Regions from separate parts of the Sus scrofa genome. Here all the other regions are linked to region 1. A link is a contact called in public HiChIP or PLAC-seq data. All regions are on one chromosome and are shown on one strand. The core of a region is the stretch at or near the end of the contact, and the rest is flanking DNA. Distances in the headings are between cores, read along the strand shown. Region 1 holds the start of RECQL4 (ATP-dependent DNA helicase Q4). Region 2 holds the start of LOC100621388 (zinc finger protein 16). Region 3 holds the start of RPL8 (60S ribosomal protein L8).

What was found. HiChIP or PLAC-seq counts read pairs in DNA pulled down with a chosen protein or histone mark.
Region 2: an H3K27ac HiChIP or PLAC-seq map of alveolar macrophages shows a contact between it and region 1. The contact joins the promoter of LOC100621388 here to the promoter of RECQL4 in region 1. A contact is called at or near these places in 1 of 5 promoter capture datasets (liver) and 1 of 2 datasets of contacts at active chromatin or transcription factors (alveolar macrophages).
Region 3: an H3K27ac HiChIP or PLAC-seq map of alveolar macrophages shows a contact between it and region 1. The contact joins the promoter of RPL8 here to the promoter of RECQL4 in region 1. A contact is called at or near these places in 1 of 47 Hi-C or Micro-C datasets (liver) and 1 of 2 datasets of contacts at active chromatin or transcription factors (alveolar macrophages).

Annotation. Positions count from the first base shown.
Region 1 is chr4:285,125-289,990 of Sscrofa11.1, forward strand. RECQL4 (ATP-dependent DNA helicase Q4) reads left to right here and starts at 2,082. Exons shown (of 22, transcript XM_013996390.2): 1 at 2,082-2,220; 2 at 2,285-2,318; 3 at 2,447-2,547; 4 at 2,775-2,915; 5 at 3,271-4,059; 6 at 4,135-4,261; 7 at 4,366-4,473; 8 at 4,581-4,712; 9 at 4,798-4,866. The coding sequence starts at 2,137. It overlaps LRRC14 (leucine-rich repeat-containing protein 14), which reads right to left and starts at 1,961. Exons shown (of 6, transcript XR_002343662.1): 1 at 1,672-1,961; 2 at 1,349-1,480; 3 at 1-170.
Region 2 is chr4:106,031-110,896 of Sscrofa11.1, forward strand. It overlaps LOC100621388 (zinc finger protein 16), which reads right to left and starts at 2,797. Exons shown (of 4, transcript XM_021090457.1): 1 at 1,086-2,797; 2 at 154-358. The coding sequence starts at 1,103.
Region 3 is chr4:135,935-140,800 of Sscrofa11.1, forward strand. It overlaps RPL8 (60S ribosomal protein L8), which reads right to left and starts at 2,717. Exons shown (of 6, transcript XM_005655297.3): 1 at 2,609-2,717; 2 at 2,263-2,409; 3 at 2,035-2,176; 4 at 1,630-1,848; 5 at 590-705; 6 at 171-369. The coding sequence starts at 2,400. The coding sequence ends at 211.

The DNA.
Region 1 (4,866 bases), core at 832-3,331:
CGCGCAGCACGATGGTCTTCTTGTCCATGAAGGCCACTTTGAACAGCAAGGGAAAGAGCTCTCTCGGCAGCAGGGGCAGGGCCTGGCAGGCAGCTGACTGGCACTGGAGCACCTGCCGTGTGCTCAGGAACACAAGGGTGTGCATGGCGATGGGCCAGGCAGCAGGCCACCTGCAGGGAAGGGTCCTTCAGCTGTGGGGTGGGGGGGGACAATAGACCCCAGATCACCGCCCCCTCCATGCACCAGCTCTGGGAAAGCTCAGCATGGTGCTTGGCAGAGGGTGGAGAACCACGGCACCAAAGATCAAGGGCTATGTGCCTTGCAAGAGGCTGAGCAGAGTGGAGAGGAGAACAAGGCCATGCCTGGTCCCTGCCCTCCAGAAGCATGGGGGCCACCTAGAGAAACAAAGCCATCAAGCATACGAAATACATAACCAGCACGCTACCAAAGACGCCCAGCTCGCCTGGGTGTGTTTTTGATGGCTGTGGCTCTGCAGCCCCGCCCCGCCTCTGTATTTCAAGCCTCTCCAATCACAAAGCCATATCTTCCCTTCCTGAAAAGTAGGAAAAATCTAAGGCCCCTCTCCCTACACACAAGTACTAGACGGATGGGAGAATCCCAGGGGGCTGGAAGGTGCATCACAGGGCCCTCCCCCAGCCTCCTCGGAAGCCCTTGCAGGCCACCCTTAGATTCTGTGCTGCACCGCAAAGAGGAGTTGCCTGTACAGTCGCAACTTAATAAACACCAAGGCAGGCAGAAAGGACCAGGATCCAGGGAACTTTGAGTTCAGAGGGCCTGAGTAACCCAAGCCCTTGACATGAGCCTCACTTCTAGTGGTATCTCTCGGGAGCATCATGAGGCACGGAGACCCCTGCAAATTTACGGAAGCAAGAAGGAGGTTGTTGCCACCTGTCTAAACACCTCTCTCAGCCCTGGAAAACCCTGTTGAGAGACCAATTCTCAAACCAGTGGGATTCAAAGGCCCCAGACCCAGGCCTTTGCTCAGATGGGCGGAGGCCAGAAGGACACGCAAGCTTCCGGGGAGCAAAGAGGAGATGCCTGAGGCCACAGTAAACCTGGGCGTCAGCTCTGCTGCTGACTTCAGCAGCAGCAACAGTTAGCCCGCTTAACTGGAACCTCTCAGGGGACCCTCTTTTCACCCGCCAGGGGAACCTCTTAGGGCCTCTTTACTGTGCGTCAGGCACCTCACCCTCACAACTGCCTCCGGGTCATCTCCCTGGAAACAGATGACAAAACTAAGACCTAGGCATTCCCCACAAAGGTCACAGCCTGGGTGATGAGCTCGGGAAGGGTGGCAGCCTAGCCCCAGAGCCCCTCTCTTGCGGACCTCACACACAAGTCCTTAGGGCACTGGTTCCTGAGGAGCCCGGGACGTCAACCCTCTGCCAGGCTCCGCCTGTGGACAAATCTCGCGAGGACGAGTCATACCTCGCAGCGACGGGACAGACCAACCAAGCACCTGTCACGAGAGGAAACGAAAGCAGCCAGTATGGTCACCGTGGGAGGAGCTTCTCTGCGGTGGCCGCCGCCCCCTCCCGCGGGCCCGCGGCTCAGGCGTTTCCCCGAGGACGCCCCCGCTCGGCTCCTCCAAGCCTCGAGCCATGGGAGGCCCTCGATCCGACGCCCTCCGCCTCCTGCGCCGGGTCTTACCCCTTGAAGCCTGTGCGTTGCCCCCCGAGACCCGAGACCGCTTAGCCCGGCGCCGGGCTCCGGGTTCTCTCCACTCCGCAGCCGCAATGCCCGGGCTCCTGCCTGCGCCTCCCGGACGGCACCGGCCCGGCTACCCGCGCCCGCCTAGTGCGGCCAGGAAGAGCCAGGACGCACACCGCCCCGCCCCGTCCCCGGCCGGTGGCCAACGCTCACTAGCCTCGCAGCCGCCACCACCGCGGACGGCCCCGCCTCGCCGTACGTCGCCCCCAGCCCAGCGCCGCCGCGCGCCGCGATGATGTATTTGCCCGCCCATTGGCTGCCGCACCAGAGCTCCGCGGATAGGCTGCACCGGCCCGGCGGCCGCCGCGCCGCCCCGCCTCCGACCCCGCCGAGCGCCCCCATTGGCTGGCGGCCGGCGTCGCCCTCCCGGCGGGAGATTCGCTGGGCGCGGCAAGCGGGGCTGCCATGGAGCGGCTGCGGGATATACGCGAGCGTCTGCAGGCCTGGGAGCGCGCGTTTCGGCGGCAGCGCGGGCGGCGGCCGGGCCAGGTGCGGGCTACCCATGGGCGGGGAGCTGAGGGTGCCGCCTCAGACTAACGCGCTCCCTTTACAGGAGGACGTGGAGGCGGCGCCAGAGGAGACCCGCGGTGAGCGCGCGGGCGCGGGGCGGAGGGAGCCCTGGGGACGCGGGCGGGGGCTGGTGGGTGAACGAGCGGCCCGCACCCCCGCCGGAGTCTTGACTCCTGAACACCGACTCCCCTGACCCCGCTCTCAGCGCTCTACCGGGAGTACCGCGCTCTGAAGGAGACCCTGGGCCAGGCCGGCGACGTCAGGCCTAACAGCTTGGGGCGTTCGCTTTCCGCGGCGGCCGAAGAGGTACCCGGGCTGGACATCTGAACCTCTCGTTCAGCTCCCTGTACGCCGGTGCCACGAGGAGCCGTGGCCCAGGACACAGAACTTGGGGGGAGGATGGAGAGGGTGGAGCAAGGCCTGCCCTGCCCCCCCCAGGTCTCAGGGCGCGGGTGTGCGGGAGGTGGCTGGAGACACCTCTGGCCCCACGCCGGTTTTTCCGTAGTTTAGGTCAGTACTGTCTCATCCTGCAGACGCTGGAGCCCAGCTGCTGGGGGCCCCACCTGAATCGGGCTGCGACCCAGACTCCCCATTCTACCTCAAGGCTGATCCCTCAGGGATCTGTGCAGGACTATGGGAAGAGGCTTAAGGCCAACCTAAAGGACAGCCTGCAGGTGAGGAGTGAGGGTTGGGCAGGAAAAAATTTTTTGAGTTAAAAAAAGGGGGGGAGGTTGGGCAGGCAGTACATCGAACCTATCTCCAGAGCTGCTTGTTGCCCCAGGGCAGATCACCAGGTACCCGTCCTTGTGAACTCCTCCACACAAGCTCATCAGCTTGCACATGCACACACACAACTCCAGCGTTAACCAGGGCACCACTCCTCGGAAGAGTTCAGGGCAGCCTTTTCTCAGCTTCCTTTCTTCACCTGTCAGTCTTGTTCTCACCCAAGTGTTACGGTGGAGACTCCAGCAGGTTTCAGGCTTCGGCAGCCCAAGGGCCTGAGCTCCTGCTTGCCTGTCTCCCTCCCAGACCGGGCCAGCCCTGGGCCGAGTACCTCGGCTTGAACGAACACCCTTCTCCAAGAAGTCCTCCCCAGGGTCTCCAGGCACAGCGGCTGCCCTCATTTCTCCAGAAGAAGTCGGCAAGGTGCCCTCCCAGCTTCCCAGGACCCAGCTGAGGTCAGGCCGGCTCCAGGAGCTGAGGGCATCCCTAAGCTTGCGGCTGAGCTCCCTAGACCCTGGCTGGCTGCAGCGGTGTCACAGTGGAACCCCAGATTTTCCGGGGGTCCCCAGGGCCCGCGGGCCTGGCGGGGATGCAGAGGAGTCACAGCTGACTTCAGGTGTCCCGTGTGTACTCAGTCCCAGCATTGGCCCCAAGGTACCTTTACTAAGCCCAGAGGCTCCAGCGCCACAAGCAGCTGGTGTCAGTGCAGGCAGTCCCCAGCCTGGTAACAGTCAAGGCAAGAAGCGGAGACTGAGTTGGGAGCTGCAGGGGAGCCCTGCACAGCCCCAGCAGGATGGTAACCAAGGAGGACCCCCACCTGAGGGCGCTGCAGCTGCAGGGCACACAGAAGATTGTCTAGAGGAGCCTGTGCGGGCACAGCCCCTCAGCAACCCCACCACCTCCAGGTATCCCTGCTCTGGCCCCAAGCGGGGTTGCCTTCCGTTAAGTCAAGGCGAGTGGGCATCGCGCACAGCCCACCTGTGCATCTCTTCTAGACCCGCCATCCAGGACAGGGGGAACTATGTGCGGCTCAACATGAAGCAGAAGCGTTATGTGCGGGGCCTGGCCCCACGTAGCAGGCTCCTCCGCAGGCAGGTAAGGAGGTGGTGCCAGGTGTTCCCTCTTACTCATCCTACTTCTCGGTTTGTGACTCTCTTGTGTCCCTGCCAGGTGTGGAAGCAGAAGTGGCAGAAGAAAGGAGAGTCTTTTGGGGGTGGTCAACCCAGGGCCACAGCCAAGGATTCCTGCTTCCGGTGTGGGCAGCTCGGTCACTGGGCATCCCAGTGCCCTCAACCAGGTGAGGCCTCTGCCTTGGGTGGTTGCTTGAGCCCACACTGCTTGGAAGGGGAGGCAGTTCTGTCTCCAGCAAAAAGCCCTACTAACTCCCTACCTCTGGTCCAGAGCCTGCCCCTCAGAAGGAGGGTGGCAAGGATGAGGATGACACAGGGACTCTGCCCATGTTAGAGGAAGTACCCCAGAGAACGGGCACCACCTGCTGCCAACTTCCTGGTGCGTGAAGGAGCGGACAAGAGGTTGGAGCAAGTGGCCTCCTTTCCGGGATGAGCCCAGACCAGCCTGGAGCTTTTGTGCTACCCTGTCCTGTCTGCTCTTGGCAGGTGAGGAAGACACAGAGCCTGCAGGGCCTGAGCTGTCAGTGCCCATGCAGTCATCTATGCCCAGGGCGCCCTGTCCACCACCTCCTCCCGTGCCCCCACTCTACCCGCTGGGACCGTCAGGGCAGGTGGCAGGTGAGTAGCCACCTACCATCCCAGTGCCTTTACTGAGGAGGTGGGGGCGTCTCGGGGCCATACCGCCTGACACCTGTGCCTGCAGACACCCCAGCCGAGGTGTTCCAGGCCCTGGAGCAGCTGGGGCACCAAGCCTTCAACCCTGGACAGGAGC
Region 2 (4,866 bases), core at 1,547-4,046, 180 kb before region 1:
AGGCCAACTTCTCTCTGACCTCCAGCCTTGGTCCCTCAAATCCACAAGGCACCTGCCCCTAGTGGTGACACAGACACGTCCTGAGGTAAGTGCAGGGTGACGTAGACAAAGCCCCCCAGAACAAGGGCACCAGTGGGGAACTCACTCCCTTACCTGCCAGCTGATGGTGTGGAGGGGTGGCTCCTGGCTCAGTGTCACCACAGCTGAGGGGACCATGAAGTGCAGATCCAGGGTGGGTCACAGCAGGAGCATCACTCACAGAGACCTGGGTGCCGGGGGTCCGAAGGGATGGTCCAGGAACTGAGGGCTCCATCTCTGCCTTTCCAGGACGAGTTCTGAGGCTGGGCATGGCTGGGACCTGGAGACCAGCAAGGATGCAGGTGAGTGTGCAGAGGGCCAAGCTCCAGGGGCTCAACCTCCCACCCAGCAGGCTCACGTCCTCCAACCCTGCAAGCCCAAGACCTCAGGAGGGCCTGGGGACTGATGCTGCATTCCCTGATCCTGGACCACAGGGGAGGGTCAGCCGGCCAGGGGGACAGGGACACACGAGCCAGGTGGGAAGGGGCAGGATGCGGACCGTGGAGCAGGGTAAGTACAGTGTCCCATGGGCACCACCTGGAAGGCCCAAGCCTGCCCTGATAAGAGAGCAGCTCCCACGGAGCCTGTGCCTGCTGGGGGCCACCCGACCCTGCACGGGGCAGCCGCAGACAGGCATGAAGTCATCAGTGCCATCTTACTCGTCAGTCCTGAGTTGTGCCCTCCTGGCAGCATCCACAGTGGGTGCCCCATCCCCACCCTTCTGGCTGCCTTCCCACAGCACCAGTGGTTCCCTCCCAGATCCCTCCTTAACTCCCTCTTCATGCCGGGGCTACAGGGCTCACTTCGGCACCTTAACCTGGTTAATGTGCCCAGTCCCGAGGCAGCAACATCCTTTACCCTGTGAAGACTCTCGAACTAGGTCGGGCTCATCTCCGGCTTTAGGTGCTTTCTGAGATCAGGAATGGGACATTCCCACCTGGACATTCGCCACCCCTCCCACTGCCCTCTCTCTGAGCAAACACACCAAGCCCTGCTCACCAGCCTACCTGAGAGAGGGGCAACATCCCCTGGCCCCTTATTCGCTCTGCACCATCAGCAGGTACCACTGACCCTTCTGCCCCTCAGGGGTGGAGAAGACAAAGCAGGAACTGTGGCAGAAGCCCACCGTGGACAGCACCTGCGGCCTTGGGACTGGACTTCTCTTCTTGGACACATGCTTTCAAAGATTCCAAAACACCCACTTTATGTCAGGGGCTATTCTGGGGAGGTGCGACCATCACCCTCATGGACTTGAGTAAGACAGATGGCAGAGGAAAGACAGACATGAGATGGGCACATGCCTGGACAGAGGAAGCAGGGAAGGGACAGAGCCTGGGCAGATGGGTTGAAGAAGAGAGTTCAAGCCCTGCCTGGCTGGGAAAGTGGGAAAAGGCAGAGGTGACACAGGGCAGAGGTGTGGACAGAGCTCAGAGGCAGAATTACTAAGGGTCAGATTTAAAGAGGCCTTGACGACCTGATGAAAGTGAGGCACCAGCCGCATTTCTCCCTCAGGAGAGACAGAACTAAGGGAAAAGCACAGGAAGATCAACCTGGCCTGGGCACGCAGACTGACATCTGAGAAGACTCCTGGCACCCATCCATGCAGCAGCAGGAGAGAGCAGACGATGACCTCGAGGGGGTAGCCTTCACTCTCTCTCATTTGCGGTAGTTATTTAGTTCACTTTTTTTTTTTTTGCTTTTGCTTTTGCTTTTTAGGGCCACACCTGGGGCATATGGACGTTTCCAGGCTAGGGATCAAATCAGAGCTACAGCTGCCGGCCTACGCCACAGCCACAGCCACACGGGATCTGAGCCGCATCTGCGACCTACATTACAGCTCACAGCAACGCCAGATCCCTGACCTCCTGAGCGAAGCCAAGGCTCGAACCTGTATCCTCATGGATATTAGTCAGATTCGTTTCTGCTGCGCCACAACAGGAACTGCAAATTCACTTTATTTTAGAATTCTTGAAATTAAAATTGTCTCTTGAGTAAGGGAAACGTCATGTGGCTCAAAATTCAAAAAATTAAAGAGGCGTTAAGTTGAAATATCCCCAGCCAGCCACTCGGTTCCCTTCCCTGTTTCCAAGGTCCCCTTCCAAATTTCTCTAAGCTTACACAGGCAAATACGTTTATAATATCTTTGCCTTTTTAAGTTGTACCAAACCACACTCATTTAACATCTTGCTTTTCTTGCTTCAGTACATGTGGGCTCTTGCCCAGAAGAACAGAGACAGAGACTGTGGCGGAGAATGCCCCTCCCAACCCATGTCCCATAATAATCCCTGGAACCTACCCTACACAGCAAAAAGAGACTTTGCAGAGGAAATTAAGGTTAAGGTTATGGGCCTGGATTATCCTCGTGGACCCACTAATCCCATGAAACTCGCTGACTCAGAAGCATGGGTCATGCGCAAGGAGTGCGGCCTCCAGGAGCTAATGGCAGTCAGCAAGGAAAAGCAACCTCAGGAAATGAATTCTACCAACGAGCTTGGAAGTCGATTCAACTGGCATTGGGCTCAACCTGGTGCCAAGCAAAGACAAACCTGTGGGGACCAGCAGCCACCAGTCCTCGGCAGGTACCCGCGGCGCCGGCACGACCCACCCTCAGCCCCACTCCCCTGGGGGGAGAAATGCCCTTCTTCAGCTTCAGGGCGAAACGACCACCGACTGGGCCCCCAAGCAGAACACCCGGAACCAAGCGACAACCCCAATCATTTCTCACCGGCTCCTCACAGCTCCGACGACCGCGCCGATTCCTGAGGCCCCCTTCTCCGCCCCAACCGCCCGCGCCAGAAGGCCTGCCCTCGCACTCCCGCAGCCGCGCTCCCCGGGCAGGCGCTGCTCGGCCCCGCCGCGCACCGTCCAGGGGCCGCCCCCGCAGCCCTCCCCCACGCCGCGCACCCGAGTCGGGGCCTCCTGGGACCAGCACCCACCGCGGGGACTTCGGAGTCAGGCGGGAGCGCGGGCTGCGACGTGGAGGAGCCTCGCGCGCGAGCATCCCCCACCGCAGCCGCTCCCAGAACCGCGCAACGCCTCGAGGCGGCCCACAGGCTGACCCCGGAAGTCCCCCTCAACTTCCGGCCCGCTGCTTCCCCGCCCCCCTCGCCCAGCCCAGCGAGGCAGCTCTAGGCGCGGGGAGCCTGACGACTCCGTCAGTGAGCTCCCGACACCCTCTGCTCTCGGGAGGCGCCTGGAGCGCCAGCTGCCTCGCGATGACTGGCTGTGGGCGCAACTAGCCGAGCGGTAGCTGTTAGACATGGCGGGGAGGAAGGAGGCGGGGGGTGGAGCAATGAGGTCTCAGCCGGTTTATCGACCAACGAAGTGGCCGGGAGCGCTGAGCAGCGAGAACGCAGGCTCCCCGCTGCTTAGGGAGCAGTTAGTGACCTCAAAAAAGAGGTGGTTTCTATTTTTAGCACAGGTTTGTGATGGAGTAAGAAACAGGGAAGATAGAAGTTATGTTGTTGCAAAAGTTCCCATCGTGGGTTCCCATCGTGGGGCAGCAGAAACGAATCCGACCGGGAAACATGAAGTTGCGGAGTCGATCCCTGGCCGCACTCAATGGGGTCAGGATCCGGTGTTGCCCTGAACTGTGGTGTAGGTCGAAGACCCAGCTCAGATCCTGCGTTGCTCTGGCTGTGGTGTAAGCTGGCAGCTGTAGCTCCGATTCGACCCCTAGCCTGGGAACCTCCCTATGCCACCTGTGCGGCCCTGAAAAGACGAAAGACACACAAAAATAGTTATGTTGTTACAATTTAACAGTTTCTCCACCTATTTTTGTCTTGCAGCTTTGTGCTTCATGAGGTTATTTTTGTTCCCAAGCTGTCTGGCTTTTGCCACCTTTTAGTTCTTTCCCAATCTACACTCACTACCTAACAGTAACTGGACAGAAAGGGACAGGCAGGAAGAACTCGGTAGAATCAGAACAGACGTTGCTTGATAAGAACATGAGGGTGCATGTGGAAGAACTGAATCCCTCAATCAGTACATGATTAGACAGATTGATGGAAAACAAATGCCTTACGTATATACCATATGTAATGTTCATGGGGCTGTCCACAGAACATTTTACAAAAACTGATTAAACCGATGATACGCTTAGACATGAAGAATACAAATATTTTAAAGTATGCATTTTACAGGAAAATTAAACTATGAAAGTTAGAATAGAAATAACAAAAATAGGGAGTTCCCATCGTGGCGCAGTGGTTAACGAATCCGACTAGGAACCATGAGGTTGAGGGTTCGGTCCCTGCCCTTGCTCAGCGGGTTAAGGATTGGGCGTTGCCGTGAGCTGTGGTGTAGGTTGCAGACGCGGCTCGGATCCCATGTTGCTGTGGCTCTGGCGTAGACTGGTGGCTACGGCTCCGATTCGACCCCTAGCCTGGAAACCTCCATATGCCAAGGGAGCGGCCCAAGAAATAGCAAAAAAAGACCAAAAAAAAAAAAAAAGAAATAACAAAAATAATAAAAAGTCGACCCCCCAAACTGTAACTATTGAAATTTATGAAACACTGTCTACACAAACTTTGAATCAAAAATGGTACTAGCTGGGGAGTTCCCGTTGTGGCGCAGCAGAAACAATCTGACTAGGAACCATGAGGTTGCGGGTTCGATCCCTGGCCTCACTCAGTGGGTTAAGGATCAGGAGTTGCCATGAGTTGTGGTGTAGGTCTCAGATGTAGCTCAGATCTGGCGTTGCTGTGGCTGTGGTGTAGGCCGGCAGCAACAGCTGCAATTATTAGACTCCTAGCCTGGGAGCCTCCATATGTCATGGCTGTGGCCCTA
Region 3 (4,866 bases), core at 1,467-3,966, 150 kb before region 1:
AAGGGTTACAGTCCTTGTGAGGAGGCTTCTCTACTCAGCATGCCAAGTGGGGATGGGCTTCCACTGTTCACTGGTGCATCTGCTCCATCTTCCTCCTCCCTCTACCAGGAACACCACGGCTGTCCTCCTAGCAGCATAACCCTCCCTCGGAAACCACAGGAGAGTGCGGCTTGGTTGTGAAAAGGACAAGCTTTATTGAGCCCCCAGCCCCTAGTTCTCTTTCTCCTGCACAGTCTTGGTTCCTCGGAGACGCCCTGTCCGGCGAGCAGCAATGAGACCCACTTTCCGGCCAGCAGGGGCATCTCTGCGGATGGTAGAGGGTTTGCCAATGTGCTGGTGGTTGCCACCTCCAAAGGGATGCTCCACAGGCTGCAGGAAGAGAGAAGTGGTGTTAAAGTGGGAGAGGCCTCAACCTACCTCAGAAGGGCTTGAGGAAAGACAGGATCAACTGGCCTGTGCTCACCGAACACCCAGTGTCTCACACCACAATCCCCCAGCAGAAGGAAAAGGACACTGCAGGAAGGAACCTGCCCAGTCCAACAGCCCCTGTACATGAATACCCCCCCACAACCACTTCTGGGCAACTTACGTTCATGGCCACACCCCGCACGCGTGGCCAGCAATTCCTCTTGGCCTTATACTTGTGATAGGCACGGCCGGCCTTCAGAATGGGCTTGTCAATGCGGCCACCTCCAGCCACCACACCTGTTGAAGACCACGCACCTCAGATTACCACACCCTGCCCAGCACTGGGGGGGACCTTCCATCAGGTGGAGACTTCCCCTGTTGGGTCCTTGCCAGTTCCCCATCCCCCAAGGGGATCACATGCTCCAGGCAGCCTCAAAACCAAGCAGTAAGTTCCCTTGTCTGTCAGCTGTTAAGTTTCTTCAGGCTCCATAGGATAAACCAGGGCCTCCTTCATATCCTCTGGAATGCCTATCTCGACGCAGGTTCGACAGGAATGGCCTCCCCACCCCAAACAGGGCACCTAACCTGGCCTGCCACATCTCAGCCATCACTTTGCTGGTTCTGTGAGCACACCATCAAAGAGGACCGGGCCGAGTTTCCGTTGTGGCACAGTAGTTAAGGATTCCAACTAGGAACCATGAGGTTGCAGGTTCGATCCCTGCCCTTGCTCAGTGGGTTAAGGATCCGGCGTTGCTGTGGCCCTGGCCTAGGCTGGTGGCTACAGCTCCGATTAGACCCCTAGCCTGGGAACCTCCATATGCCGCGGAAGCAGCCCTAGAAAAACAAACAAACAAACAAAAAAAAGGACCCGGCCTGTCACATACATTCGAGGGTATTAGCAAAAAGCACAATAAGCAAACTTGAGCTGAAACCCTATCACAGTACGTGGCTTTAAGAAAACCACATCCCTCAGGAAAGAGTTAACCAGGTAGAGACAGCAGCAGGAGCCCTGCCTTACAGGCCCTTACGATGCCACTCTCATTCTACGGCCTCCAGCCCTTAAACAGGAACCGCTGTACCCACTTCACAAACGGCCCACACAGACCACGGGGGTGCCTACGGAGCTCTTGCTTCAGGCGAGTAAGCAGCTCTCCTGGCTTCCAGGGCCCTGCTAGCGGCTAACTCTTCACAGGAGCCTCACAACTGCTGCCTTCCACTCACCGACCACAGCCCTGTTGGCCGAGGAGATGACCTTCTTAGAGCCTGAGGGCAGCTTCACGCGGGTCTTCTTTGTCTCGGGGTTGTGGGAGATGACGGTAGCATAGTTCCCCGAGGCTCTGGCCAGCTTGCCCCGGTCACCAGGCTTCTCCTCCAGACAACACACGATGGTGCCCTCGGGCATGGTGCCCACCGGGAGCACATTGCCGATGTTGAGCTGGGCTGCACGTGGAGGAGAGACAGCGCCGTCAGCGGGGTAAGCCGGTGTGTCCCAACTCCTACCCCCAGAAATTCAGGCCTGCGCGGCACCCACGGGGAGCTTCCGCCAAGCGAACCTCAACAGTCGAGGCTTCCGCCTCAGCGTCCCTCCGCCCCACCCCGACCTTGCATCCCAGGCGCGAGACTTACCCTTCTTGCCACAGTACACGAACTGGCCAGTGTGGATCCCCTCGGCGGCGATGAACAGCTCCGTCCGCTTCTTAAAACGGTACGGATCCCGGAAGACCACCTTGGCCAGAGGCGCACCGCGGCCCGGGTCGTGGATGATGTCCTGCAGGTTATGTAGGCATGAGCAGGGTCGGGGGGGGTTCCCCAATTCGCGCCGCGCCCCCACCCGCCTCAGCCCGCACGTCGCACCTTCACGATGCCCTTGATGTAGCCGTGTCGCTCGGCGAAGTCCACCGCGCGCAGACGGGCGGCGCCTTTTCGGTGCTTCACGTGCGCGCGGAACACGGAGCCGGCGCCCTTCCTCTGCCCACGGATCACGCGGCCCATGGTGGCGGTCTAGAGGTGGCTCACGGTCAGCGCCCAGGCGGCCCAGGCACCCCCGCCACCCCGGCTCCAGGGCCCTCGCTCCCTGGCCTCCTCCCTCCATGCCTCGGCACCCCCTCCTCCGGCCCCAACCCCGGCCGCTGGAGTTCCCCGCGGGTCCCAGGGCGGCGGATGGCCGCGGATGGCCCCGAACCGCACCAAAACGTCCTACCTGGGGCCGAGCGCAGCCGAAAGAGGAAAACAGGCCCCTGAGAGCCGCCTTATCTTCCGGGGCGGGGCCGAGAACCCTCAATCTTCCGGTCAGGGGTGGGACCCGCAAGCTCTAGCGCAATGCACGCCGGGACTTGTAGTCGGCCAGCGGGCGCCAGTGCACCCCCCACCCCCACCCCGCACAGGGACTCACTGCAGGCGCATAGAGCTCGAGCTCTGGCAGAGGTGCAGCCTTCGGGTTTCAGGATCACCAAGTGGGCGAGGCCCGGTGGGAGGGAGAGGGGCGCTCAGCTTTCACAGAGGCCTCCGGGCGGGTATTCTCCAGTGAGCAACGAGGAGGCCCCGAGAGGTTGGGTGACTAGTCCAGCTTGGTGCGGCCCACGACCGAGCGCCTCACTCGGGGCTCGGGGTCTCCTCCTGCTTTGACAAGGGCTACCTTTAAAGGAAACGGGTGGACTGATTCGGGGAACGTGCTGGTTTACAGAGTAAAAACACAGGGCCTGGACGACAGAGGAGAGATGTCCGACTCCTACCGGCGCGGGCGCTCTGGGGACATGGGGACTTTGCGCATTGCTGGGTCCTTGGAGATGTCAGAGCGGCCGTACCTAGATGCGGATGTTGGGGCGAGAGAGCCGGGGATCCTGGTCTTTGCTGGGAGGGATTAGGGTGGGCGTGGAGCGCCGGTGGGGTCGAGGTGGGAGCGGCAGAGAGAGTGGGAGAGGGCACAGGTGCGGGAGTCTCGGCTGGGATGGGTGAGACCCCTAGGGAGGGAGCCCTCCTCCTGGCTACGCGACGCCCTTTTTAGGTAGATGGAGAAGGGGATGCCAGCCCAGGAAAAGGAGAGGAAAAAGCGTTTGGGGGTGGGGTGGGGAATCCCCAATAGCTGGGAAGGAGAGGTGGGCGGGGTCACGCTTCTGAAAGGATGGCTGGGGACACGGAGACTCGACACGTGACCTGTCCAGAGCCTGGGGAGAGGTGGGTGGGATTGGAGCCTTGAGAGGGAGCTGCTGGGGCGGTGAGATGGGGGTCTGACTTGAAGATAAGGAGCAAGTCTTCCCCATTGGGTAGGGCACATCCTTCCTGGAGAGGGTTTCTGGAGAAGTGGGAGGCGTCCTTCCAGAGAGGGTCCCTGGAGTTAAGCAGAAAAGGAGGTGGAACCCCCAGTCTGAGTGAAAACTCAGCAGGGAGAAAGGGAGAACTTGGTGACCAAGGCTCCAGGTGTGCAGGTGAGACCTGCGCCAGTGAGGCAGGGAGGGGTCTGGGAGCAGACAGGCTTGCAGCCAGGACTTCAGGTGGTGTGTTTGCTGGCAGGCTCTGCGCAGATGGAGGCAAAATAGACATCAGGAGAAAATGACAGGAGAGAGAAGGAAGGGGGGCCTGGTAGCCACATGCTGAAGCCACAGGGGATCAGAGGGGACTGGTGCATGAGGCCCTGAGAGAGGCAACAGACTGGGGTTGGCAGGGATAGGGTATCAGGAGGCAGCACAGCCCATGCAGGGCCAGAAGCTGACAGACAACTGGGCCTCCTTGGGGCAGGGTGAGGTGTTCTGGGGTCAGCTTGGAATAGGCCTGAAGGACCAGAAAAGCAGGGTGAGAGTGGGATAGTGCTTGGACCTGTCGGCTGTGGAGTCCCTGGGATGGAGGCGGGGGGTTTGCAGGGCCCTCTACGCTCCCTCTGGCCCTGAGCTGGGTGCTAGAGCTGTGGATGCAGCCAGAAAGAGGATGACCAGACCAACTGTAGGCATGTGTTTAGGGTCCTGCCACAGTCTGACATGAGACAGGGGCAGCAGTGCCATCCAGGTGCCCCCAGGGGTATCCGGCAGCTATGAGCCCCATTGTGGGCCCTGAGCCCAGGGAGGTGCTGCTCCAGGGAGCTTGCTCATGTGGGCCCCTCCCAAAGACCTACCTAGAGGGAGCAGGTGTGGACTCACAGGAAGGCAGGCAGGGGTCGGGGGTGGGGGTGTGCGGATACTGTCTGATGTTTATGATGCCTCCTGGTGCATCCTCTTTGTAGAGATGGGAGTACTGGCTGCTGTACCCCTCATGATCCAGAGACCTGGGACTTGGTTCTCACTGGCCTGAATGTTGGCTGCCGTGTGAGGCCACTGAGCCTGGCACACAGCCAGGGCTCTGCAGATCTGGGTCAGCTGTTGGTGGTGAAGGCAGCCTTACTGGGCCTTCAAGAGGGGCCCACCTGCCTCTGCCCCTAGATGAGGGCCTCCCCACAGATGCCTTTGCTCATGCTGGTCAGCTGGGGCA